2 separate regions of the Arachis hypogaea genome follow, and region 2 is linked to region 1. A link is a contact called in public Hi-C data. All regions are on one chromosome and are shown on one strand. The core of a region is the stretch at or near the end of the contact, and the rest is flanking DNA. Distances in the headings are between cores, read along the strand shown.

The links. A called contact is a pair of places that touch in the nucleus more often than the background predicts.
Region 2: a Hi-C map of leaf shows a contact between it and region 1, with 1.9 times the contacts expected there. The contact joins the promoter of LOC114925061 here to the promoter of LOC112733760 in region 1. A contact is called at or near these places in 2 of 8 Hi-C or Micro-C datasets (both in leaf).

Annotation. Positions count from the first base shown.
Region 1 is chr13:40,672,622-40,678,515 of arahy.Tifrunner.gnm2.J5K5, forward strand. LOC112733760 reads left to right here and starts at 2,843. Exons shown (of 3, transcript XM_025782842.1): 1 at 2,843-3,124; 2 at 3,329-3,566; 3 at 3,924-5,107. The coding sequence starts at 2,843. The coding sequence ends at 5,107.
Region 2 is chr13:40,818,886-40,824,493 of arahy.Tifrunner.gnm2.J5K5, forward strand. It overlaps LOC114925061 (protein MAIN-LIKE 1-like), which reads left to right and starts at 4,358. Exons shown (of 4, transcript XM_029291581.2): 1 at 4,358-4,562; 2 at 5,009-5,608. The coding sequence starts at 4,491. It overlaps LOC112738188 (plant intracellular Ras-group-related LRR protein 1), which reads left to right. Exons shown (of 3, transcript XM_025788527.3): 3 at 1,715-2,661. The coding sequence ends at 2,399.

The DNA.
Region 1 (5,894 bases), core at 1,593-4,092:
GTTGAGCCCGGACGGAACATTTGGCGTCTACCGTGGGGCCGAAAAAAACTCATCTAACTCCACTATTTTCTTTACCTAGTTTTTTATTTCTTTTCTTTTACAGGATCTCCGATCCTTAACTATGGCTAACAATGGGGTTCATCAACCCATGCAAGCAGAGCTCTTAGCTCAAATTGCTGAACTTCAAGCAAAAGTCCGAAGGATAGCCGAACTTACCGTCAACAACAATGCCGGAAAGCATGAGGAAGGAAACTCCAAAGGCTCAACTCAAAGCAATATCGATCCATTGTGCCTCAATCCGCCAAATGAGAAGCTGACCTTTGACAACCCATTCTCCGAAGAGATCACCAACTTTCAGATGCCAAAAAATTTCGTGCTATCCACTACTCTTGAGCCATATAAGGGGATTGGTGACCCCCGTGCTCATGTTAAAAAATTTCAATCCATGATGTTTTTTAACAGCGCTAACAATAAACCTGTACTCTGTCGAGCCTTTCCTACTTACCTTGATAGTGCTGCATTACTTTGGTTTTCTAAGCTGTCTGTAGGATCGATCTTTTCATTTGAAGAGTTGGCAAGGTCCTTCATTGACTACTTCGCAGCTTCAAGGATATACGTACACGGATTGGATTACCTTGGTACCATCCGGCAAGGATAACACGAAAGCTTAAAAGAATACATGACCAGATTTGCTGAAGCAACCATGGAAATACCAGATCTGGACCCAGCAGTCCACCTGCATGCCCTTAAGGCCGGCCTCAGACCCGGTAAGTTCCGGGAGACAATCGTGGTGACTAAACCGAAGACACTGGAAGAGTTTTGAGAAAGAGAAGCCGGACAAATGGAGATTGAAGAACTCTGTGAGGCCGAAAGAACGGACAGAAAACACCTAGGAAAGAAGAAGATAAGACCATAAGATCGCAAAACAACAAGGAACCAAGGAAGTCATTCAAGCTCACCCCAAAATTTGACAATTACACCAGATTCAACACAGAGAGAAAAAATAAGAAAAGAGATCCTCAACGCTAAAATAATAAAACCTCCAGCCCGGGCAGGAAGTTACCAGGATCAATGATTTGTAGACAAAAGCAAACACTGTGCTTTCCATCAAAAGTATGGGCAGACGACGGACGAATGTGTGATCGCCAAAGACTTACTAGGGAGGTTAGCCCGGCAAGGCCTCTTGGACAAATATGTTGAAGGAAGAAGAAACAAGGAAGACATTCGAGACCGAGAAGATCGTCGACAAACTTCGGAAGAAAAAGATGACAATAGATGGTCCAACCCTAATCCACCGAAAAGGGATCATAAACTGCATATCCGGAGGATTTGCCGGGGGAGGCGAAACAAACTCGGCACACAAACAAAGCTACCGAGCAATGCTGACAATTGAAGGGACAGTACCACCAAGCAACAAAGATACAACCGATCTCAAAATCACTTTCAGCCAGACAGACATGTCTTCGGCCATCCCGAACTTAGACGATCCAGTGGTGATTTTCATGCAAATAGGCGAACTATTGGTAAGAAAAGTCCTTTTGAACCCAGGTAGTAGCGCAGAAGTACTTTTTTATTCTACATTCCAAAAAATGAAACTTTCTGAAAGAACCATGCAACTTTCATCCGGAGAACTGGTAGGGTTCTCTGGAGAAAGGGTCCCAATTAAAGGCTATATATGGCTAAAAACGATAATAGGGGACACCCCATTATCATAGACCATTGATATCCAATATCTTATAGTCGACTGTCCCAGTTCTTACAATATTATCCTCGGAAGATCCGCTCTGAACATGTTCAAGGCAGTAGTGTCTATCTTACATTTATGTGTTAAGTTTCAGGCATAGGATGGCAAGATAGCAACACTCCACTCGGACCGCCAACAAGCTCGGCAGTGTTACAATGCAAGCCTAAAAAAAATCGACACAAGACAAAAATACCAACAAGAGGTCAAGGCCATCAACAGCACGAACGAAGTACTAACCCTAGCAGAGCTCGACCCTCGAGAGGACACCCAAGAAAGACCTCAACCAGCGCACAAGCTCAAAAAGTTTCCCTAACATCGAAATCAGAACAGTTCACCTACATCGGCCGAGCCCTTCAAGGACAAGAACAATTGGAGCTTATAAAGGTACTACAAGACAACGCCGATCTATTTGCCTGGACCCCGGCAGATATGCCAGGAATAGACCCAAACATCATTTGCCACAAGCTCTCCATCAACAGAACGATCTGACCTATAGCTCAAAAGAAGAGGAATCTCGGGGCGGAAAAAGCAAAGGCAGCGTTAGAAAAAACTAAGAGGTTACTTAGTGCCGACTTCATCAAGGAAATCTGCTTCACCACGTGGCTCTCGAACGTGGTAATGGTAAGAAAAAATTCAGGTAAATGGTGCATGTGCGTCGACTTTACAAACCTCAACAAGGCATGTCCGAAAGATGCCTACCCACTACCGTGTATCGACAAACTGGTAGATAATGTGTCAGGATTTAAAAGCTTAAGCTTCATGGATGCATACTCTGGTTACAACCAGATCCTTATGCATCCAGAAGACCAGAGCAAAATAGCTTTCATAACTGAACATGGGAATTTTTGTTATAGAGTAATGCCATTTGGTCTAAAGAATGCAGGTGCAACATATCAACGACTAATGGACAAGGTATTCCATCAACAGATAGGTCGAAATATGGAAATCTACGTGGACAATATGGTCGCCAAGACCATACCAGAAAGATCGCACTGTGAAGACCTCAAGGAAATATTCAGTCAGATTCGAGCATATAACATGAGACTCAATCCATAGAAATGTGCTTTTGGGGTACAAGGAGGCAAGTTTCTCGGCTTTATGCTGACTTCACGGGGAATCGAAGCAAACTCTGAGAAATGTGAGGCAATACTTAATATGGCAAGTTTGAAAACAATAAAGGAAGTACAACAACTAGCACGGAGAGTGGCCGCCTTGTCAAGATTTTTGCCAACGGTATCAAACCGATCATATCACTTTTTCCAAACGATATCAAAAGGTAAAAAATTCGAGTGGACAAAGGAATGCGAGACGGAATTTGCCAAACTTAAAGCCACCCTGTCTTCACCACCAGTACTACAAAGCCCAGAAGTTGGTAAACTCGTATATTTATATTTATCTGTTTCCATTTACTCTATAAGCTCGGTTCTTGTCACTGAGGCAGGAAAAACACAAAAGCTAGTATACTTTGTCAGCAGAGTCATGCAGCCAACAGAAAGAAGATACCCTAAAATAGAATAACTAGCCGTAGCACTAGCGGGATGATTGACCAAGTGGTCCATCGAACTTTCTGAGTTTGATATTCAGTTTCAATCAAGACCAGCTCTGAAGTCACAAATCCTGGCGGACTTCGTTTTCGAGCTCACACCTGATGAGCAACACTACGAGAAGACTTGGGAATTGCAAGTAGATGGCGCATCAAACCGAGAAGGAAGTGGAGACGGGATAGTATTAAAGGAGGGAGAAACAGTAATGGCCGAGCTATCACTTCAATTCCACTTCTCAGCAAGCAATAACCAAGCCGAATACGAGGCGCTAATAGCAGGTCTCAAGCTCGCCCTCAGCTTCCAAGTACAAAGCCTAGTAGTATATTGTGACTCCCTCTTAGTGGTTCAACAAATCAAAGGAGACTTCCAGGTAAAAGATCCTTTGTTAGAGCGGTATTGGCTCGTAGCAAAGGATCTTATTTCAAAATTCGATAAATTTATCATATTACACGTGCATAGAGAGAACAACAATAGGGCAGATATATTATCTAAGCTCGCTACCACTAGAGCAAGCACACACACATCGACACTATCACAACTTACACTAGAAAAACCTAGCATCGAATCATTGTACATGATAAACACCATTCATACAAATGACTGGAGAATACCTTTTCTTTAATACATTAAAGTAGGAATCATACCCAACAACAAGACCAACCCTCAAAACTTTAGACAAAAAGCAAGTCTTTTTACAACAGTATCAGGAGAGCTATACAGGCGTGGTTTCTCATACCCATTACTGAAATGCCTCGGCAAAGACAAAGCAAATGAAGTAATGAACGAGGTCCACGAGGGCGTATGTGAAAACCACATAGGAGGACAAGCTCTGGCAACAAAGATTATCCGAACAGGATATTACTGGCCAACGATGAAGAGAGACAGCATAACAAAGGTCAAAACCTGCGACAACTGTCAAAAGCATGCCGCTATCTCCATGAAGCCCGCTGAGGTAATGCACAGTATGGAAGTAAGCTGGCCTTTCTACAGATGGGGGCTCGATATCCTCGGCCCATTTCCAATAGCGCTAGGTGAGGTAAAATTTCTTTTGGTTTCAATAGATTATTTCTTAAAATGGATAGAAGCACAATCACTAGCAAGAATAACGGCTGAGAAGGTACGATCTTTCATATGGAAAAACATCATATGCCGGTTCGGAATACCAAGGGAAATAATATCGGATAATGGTAGACAATTTACAGATAATATACTTGCATCATTTTTGAAAAATTTTAACATACAGCACCATTTTAGCTCGGTCGAACACCCACAAACAACTGGGCAAGCCGAAGCTGCTAACCGAATAATATTGCAGGCAATGAGAAAAAAGCTCAGCGATGCAAAAGGTGAATGGGCAGATTTGATCCCAGAAATACTATGGAGCTATAACACGACGATACAAACTACAACAGGCGAAACCCCATTCAAACTTGTCTATGGAACAGAGGCCCTGATACTAGTCGAGGTCAGCATCCCCACACTAAGGTTCGAGTTTTACCATCACAATCATAATATAGATACAAGAAAGGCCGAGCTAGACCTCGTGGAGGAAGATAGGGACATCGCTGCTATTAAACAAAGAGCAATGAAACAACAAGTAGAAATAAGGCACAACAAAAGAGTAGTACCCAGGACGTTCAACGAAGGTGACCTGGTCCTCAGAGAACCGAGGAGGCAAGACGACCCCCATCTCACGGGAAACTCACCGCAAATTGGGAAGGACCATTTCGGATTTCAAAAGTGCTCGGAGTGGGGGCTTACCAACTCCAAACACTGTAAGGCGACCCATTATCAAGAAACTGGAATATATCTTCATTAAAGTTGTATATATCATAACTTGTACAAATCCGCGGATAAAGGTACACTTTTTCCCCCTTAGCGGTTTTTTTCCCATATAAGGGTTTTACCTAAGGAGGGTTTTAACGAGGCCAGACGCCCAACTTGTAAAATTGTCGAATTTAGAGAAACACAATGATATATGAATAACCGATCTATTCCTATTTTTTCTATCCTACTTCTGAATACAAAATTATCAAACCAAGCAGTCATAACTATATATTATCCAAATACCAGATTGTCAAACTGACCCGAGCTTGGTCAGCTCAAATAAAGGTTACTTAAGTTCAAAACGACAAACAAACATCAAAATACACAAGTCATAGTCACAGAAATACAAATACATAAACAAGAAGGCGGGACGTTCTCGTCGTGATCCTCCACAATCCCGTCCACAACAAGCTTCCCATCAATGACTATTTTGGTCACATCCAGCCGACCCCAATCAAACTCAGGGGCTAAAACAGCAATCTGGAAGTCAGCTGTCCTTTAGTCTTATCACTATCTTTTATTTCTGTTTGTAGAAGTCGAATCTGATCTCTAAGACGAACAACCTTGTCCTCAGACTCCTTCATCTTCGCTGTAACATCCACAGTAACGTCGTCTTTCTCCTTCAACGACTCCTCTATCTCAGTATCCATGTCCTTAAGCAATTTTTCTAGCTCAGCAACCCTTTCCACAAAAACTTGCTGCTCATCCCCGACCAGCTCAGTAGTATGACCAACACACATCAACCGCGAGGCAACGACCTACAACAGAAACACACAAAA
Region 2 (5,608 bases), core at 3,108-5,607, 150 kb after region 1:
TATTCTCTTTTGTTATATGTAACAGTATAATATATATATATATATATATATATATATATATATATATAATAATATATATATATATTATTACGTTGTGCTATATGTAATTAATTTTATGTGATATAGTCTTCAGCATATTAATTAGAAGAAGAATTTTCTACACACTGTTTAATAATTTATGGATAAAATTTGAATGAAAAAGTATAGATAAATAATTTTTAATCAGTCAACTTTAAATAATTATAATTAATATTTATTGATTTTATATTTTTTAAGAAAATAAAATTTAAATAAGTATTAATTAATGACAATTTAAAAAATTAAAATTATTAATTAATGATAAGTTGACCGGGTAAGTATTAGTCATTTAAGGGAGTTCAACTTGAATAAGTAGTAGATGATTATAATTAATAATGTGTCTTCTACCTATATACGTCGATACGCATATATCTCCCTCAAACTTGTCGTTTGTTATTCCTTAATTTTCTTTTGTCCTGATATCGCAATGTTATAGAACTGTTTATTATAAAAAATTAAATTAATAAAATAGAGATATACATAAATAATTATATATTTAATACAGTTTTCCATGTTAGTTTTTTCTTTTAATTTTGTACAATCATATATTTTCTGTTTTATACTGAACCATTTTTTTAAAAGGGAAGCAAAGATCAAATTTTAAATTTTTTTATGACAAAAATTTTAATATTATATTATTATAATATAATTAATCCCAAAAATTTAAGTCAATAAAAAAATATAAATAATTATATTTCTAACCATCAAAATTATATATTAACAAACGTAGACTTATCCTCTTGTGTCTTCGTAATCTTAATATTAGTAAATCATTGTAGAGTTTTCTATTGACTATTTATTGAAGCAAACCCACCTAATAAATCAATAATTAATTAAGTCTATATTCTCTTATATGTTTCCTGTTTGTCAATTAATTATGTAATCATATATGGTTACCCTATGATCTCTGAAAATATCTTAAAGTAATATCGGAACTAAGCATATACTTTTGCTATATATGATTCTGCCAACTCATATCTTATGAAATAGCATATCAAAAGTTCGTTTTCAACGTAACCATCATTAAACTAATTTTGAAGAATAGAAAACAGAAAATAAAGATCAGATATGATGAAATGAACCTCGTGGGCTGCTATCAGCCGATAACAAATTGGGCTTTATGAGTAACAATTTTATGTTATTTTTTTAAGGTAAAGAAAATATATATCTTCGTTTTTCTCTAGATGTATAGCTATATAGTTGACTTTTTATAAAATAAAATGGAAGGTGGACGGCACCTGGCTAAAATAAATTCAGTTGAAAATTTATTTTAGAAAAGAAAAAAAAAGTTGTAGTTGTTTATAAGTCCGTGACACTTTGAACGGGAAATCGTACATAGGGTTACGTTCCAAGAGATTGACCGAGGAAGTTTTGATTAACAAAGAATTTCAATTTTTAATCTTTCACACTGTTCCAAAGCCACAGATAATAATTTATACTTTAGATGAAAACAACAAGAATATAAAAATTTTCTAAATATAACGTCCTGTTATTAGCCTCAGTCTGTTAATTCCACAATCCATTAATCAGTCCTAGTAGTTCTTACGTCACAAAATCTAAAACCGGAGATTGCTTACAATTTATTCAAAACAATTATTAACGTGTATGCATATGGCTTTGAATTTTGACCCACCAGAGCCTTAGAAGAACTGAATGCTAACTTCAACAAGTTAAGCAAGTTGCCGGATACAATAGGGTTTGAGCTCATAAACCTCCAGAAGCTGTCCGTCAACTCCAACCAGCTTGTGTTCCTTCCAAGCTCCACCTCTCACCTTATGGCCCTCAAGGTCCTCGACGCGCGCCTTAACTGCTTAAGGTCTCTGCCCGAAGACCTTGAGAACCTAGTCAACCTTGAGACGCTCAATGTGAGCCAGAACTTCCGGTACTTGGACACACTACCCTACTCCATAGGGCTTCTATTGTCCCTCACTGAGCTTGATGTTAGCTACAACAACATCAAGACTTTGCCCAATTCCATTGGGTGCCTCCAGAAGCTCCAGAAGTTGTGTGTCGATGGGAACCCGCTTGCTTCGCCGCCATTGGAGGTGGTTGAGCAAGGGTTAAATGTGGTGAAGGAGTTCTTGTGTCATAAGATGAACTCGTCAGGGGACCAGAGTAGCAAAAAGAAGAAGTCGTGGGTGAAGAATTTCGTCAAGTGTGGAACATTCCAAGGACGCATCAATAGTGGTATGAAACGGCCGCAACATGACGGTTTCACCAAGCTTAAGCATCAGTCCATCGATGGTCTCGCCTCGCCTGGCGGCTTCATGGGGATGCTCTCACCTCTTCGCATCTTCTCACCTCGTCGTTCCTTTAGTTGAGAGCCAATGCAGTTTAGAATGTTTTGTTGGGATCAAAATAGATCAAAAATTTTGTGGATGAGTTCCCTAAACGCCAAAATCCACTCATTCATATAAAATTTCACTCTATTTTGGCCCCTCACCCAACATATACTAATAGAATAGTAGTCTTGTCTATATGTTAAACTCTAGCAATCATGGGGTGTGTGTTAACTATAGGCCAGTACATTTGTAAATTTGAAGTTTATTGCCATATCAACTTATAGCCAATTTTACTCTTCTATCTATCTATCTATCTATCTGACATTTTATATCCATCAAACATTTTGCTCACAAAAGACAACTGGCGAATTTTTAAACAAAATTGGTCAGAATGATCTCGCTCACTTGCAAAAACTATCTCTAAAGAAAAGGATATCCTCAATAATAATAATAATAATAATAATAATAATAATAATAATAATAATAATAATAATAATAATAATAATTGTTGAGTCATGATTTGGTTACTAATCCTTGTGATAACAAATATAATTGATATTTTTTTATTTTAACTTATTTATAAACATTGTAGGTATTAATAAATAAGCAATTAAGTTTCACAATCAAACAATCCATGATTTCGTACAAAACAACACATAATTGACAATTATCTTCAAGAATCAGATTGCTTTACAATAGAGAAATTGTCGCACATTACTGTCAAACCAAACAATAAAGTTATTTTCACTCAAAGCTAATGGCTATGGTATTAAAGAGTGCAACAGCTACTTCGGCAAATAAGGCAATGATTTCTATCACTGAAGATCATATCAACAAGTCTTATATACGAAGTTCTGTTCAAGGAAGAAGGTAACCGATTCAACATAAAAAAACATAGCCTTTGCTGATATAACTTTATTTCTTGTTATTGAGTGTGTTCTAATTTTTCTATTTTTAAAATTAAATTTATATTGAGAGATATAAAAGGAAAAGTGAGTTAACCATACAAAAATAATTTTATACTTTTATTTGAGTGATTATTTTCGAAAGTGTACTGAAATTAGAGTATACTTGATTTTCCTTATTTAAGTTAACACTTAAAAGTTACTAAGTTTGGATAGCTTAGATTAGTAATAAAAGTGTGAATATCTTGAAATTGGTAATTATAATCAATCTTGCTTATAGTAAAAATTTTACCAATGTTTATGGTAGAAAGTAGAAATTGAATGTAGATCGTATTGCACTTCGTAACCAAACCAGAATATATGTTTATGGTAGAAAGTAGAAATTGAATGTAGGTCGTATTGTACTTCGTAACCAAACCAGAATATATCGTGATGTTATTCATTCTCTATTTATCATCTCTGCATCATCATCTTCTGTTTCGATACTTCGAGACAAGACAAAAAGAACAAAATAATCTCCTTATCTGCGTGTACTGCACAATCAATTTTATAATCTATCAAAAATAGTTTCTTGATTTAACCTCTATTTTCAACTCACTTAGGAATCTTCCATAATAATAATAATAAACACCCAAGTTAAATTTTAAGAAATTTTATATCAAACACTTTGCTCCTCCAATAAATTTCTATTTTCTAGAGATCTTCAGAAATTAGTCTCATCAGACAAAATTATTCTTCTGTTATTTTAAAAGATGAGGGCAAAACACCATAATAAGCCAACATCACTTTAAATTTACGTATATAAGCCAAACTGAAATTCGATTCAGCAATGAGCCAAATCGTATTTTAATGTAATTCGAACCAGGCTAGTTCGAACTGCATTTAGCAATAAATCGAACCAGGTCAGTTCGAATTACCAAGAAAGACTTGAAGCTAAATCGAACCAGCCTGGTTCGAACTAGCATTGCATGTAATTCGAACCAAGCCAGTTCGAATTATAGGTAAGTTAGGTCTTCAAGTAATTCGAACCACCCTGGTTCGAATTACACTTATGCTGGGTTCTTAGTAATTCGAACCACCCTGGTTCGAATTATTAGTGATTGGGCTATATAAGGAGTTTGAATCAGCCTCATTCAAACCATTCTCACCTTCTACTACCCCACCAAATCTCAGAGAAAACGACCCAGATTCTCTCCGACAAAGACCTGAACGGAATACTCTGCTGATGGGGGACGATCCGGCACGGTTATATCGCTTGGACGGAGTCGCCCATATAGCTGGGGTCATCAACGAGGAGGTTAGTACGGAAATAACTTTGTTCTACCGGTACATGTGAGTTAGTGGTTTTGCATGCGGGTTAGATGGTGGTTTAGTTGGTGGTTTATGTTAGTGGTTTATGTTAGTGGTTTCTGTTAATGGTTTATGTTAGTGGTTTATGTTAGTGGTTTATGTTAATGGTTTATGTTAGTGGTTTATATTAGTGGTTTATGTAAGTGGTTTACATTAACGGTTTATGTTAGTGGTTTATGTTAGCGGTTTAGTTGTGGTTGTTTTATGTTAGATCTTTCATGTCAGTGGTTTATGCTGGTTTCTTATGTTAGTTGTTTATGCAAGTGGTTCTTGTTCTTGGATTTTTAAGCGGTCATATTTAGTACGAATTTTGGGTTTATCAATTATCGTGTTGATTATGTTTGTCACTGGTAATTAAGTTGGTTCTAATAATGCGGTTCATTTCTTCCGCAGCCTCAGCGATGCATCAGGAGCATGCGGCGGCAGCAGGGCATGCTCTTCTATGACAGATACGTTATGTACCTGCAGATGGCAGGTCTTTACCATCTTGCAAGGCTGAACGATAGATGGTTCCGGTTGGACGAGGCCCTTGTCAGTGCGTTCGTCGAGCGATGGCGTCCGGAGACGCACACGTTTCATATGCCGTTCGGAGAGTGCACGATCACACTCCAGGACGTGGCATACCAGCTGGGTTTGCCAGTGGACGGGCGTTACGTCAGCGGCTGCCTATCAGAGTTCCAGATATACATCGAGGGTGGCCGTCCAGCCTGGGTTTGGTTCGAGGAGTTGCTTGGAGTGGTACCTCCTTCTAGCCAGGTTCAGAAGTACGCGGTCAACTGCAGTTGGTTTCAGGAGACTTTTGGTGAGTGCCCGGAGGGAGCTGATGAGGATACTGTGCGTCGATATGCCCGTGCGTACATCATGATGTTGTTGGGCACGCAGCTGTTTGCGAACAAGTCCGGCAACCGCATTCACATCAGATGGCTTCCGTTTGTAGCTAGGCTGGAGGAGATGGGGACCTACAGCTGGGGTTCTGCAGCACTGGCCTGGTTG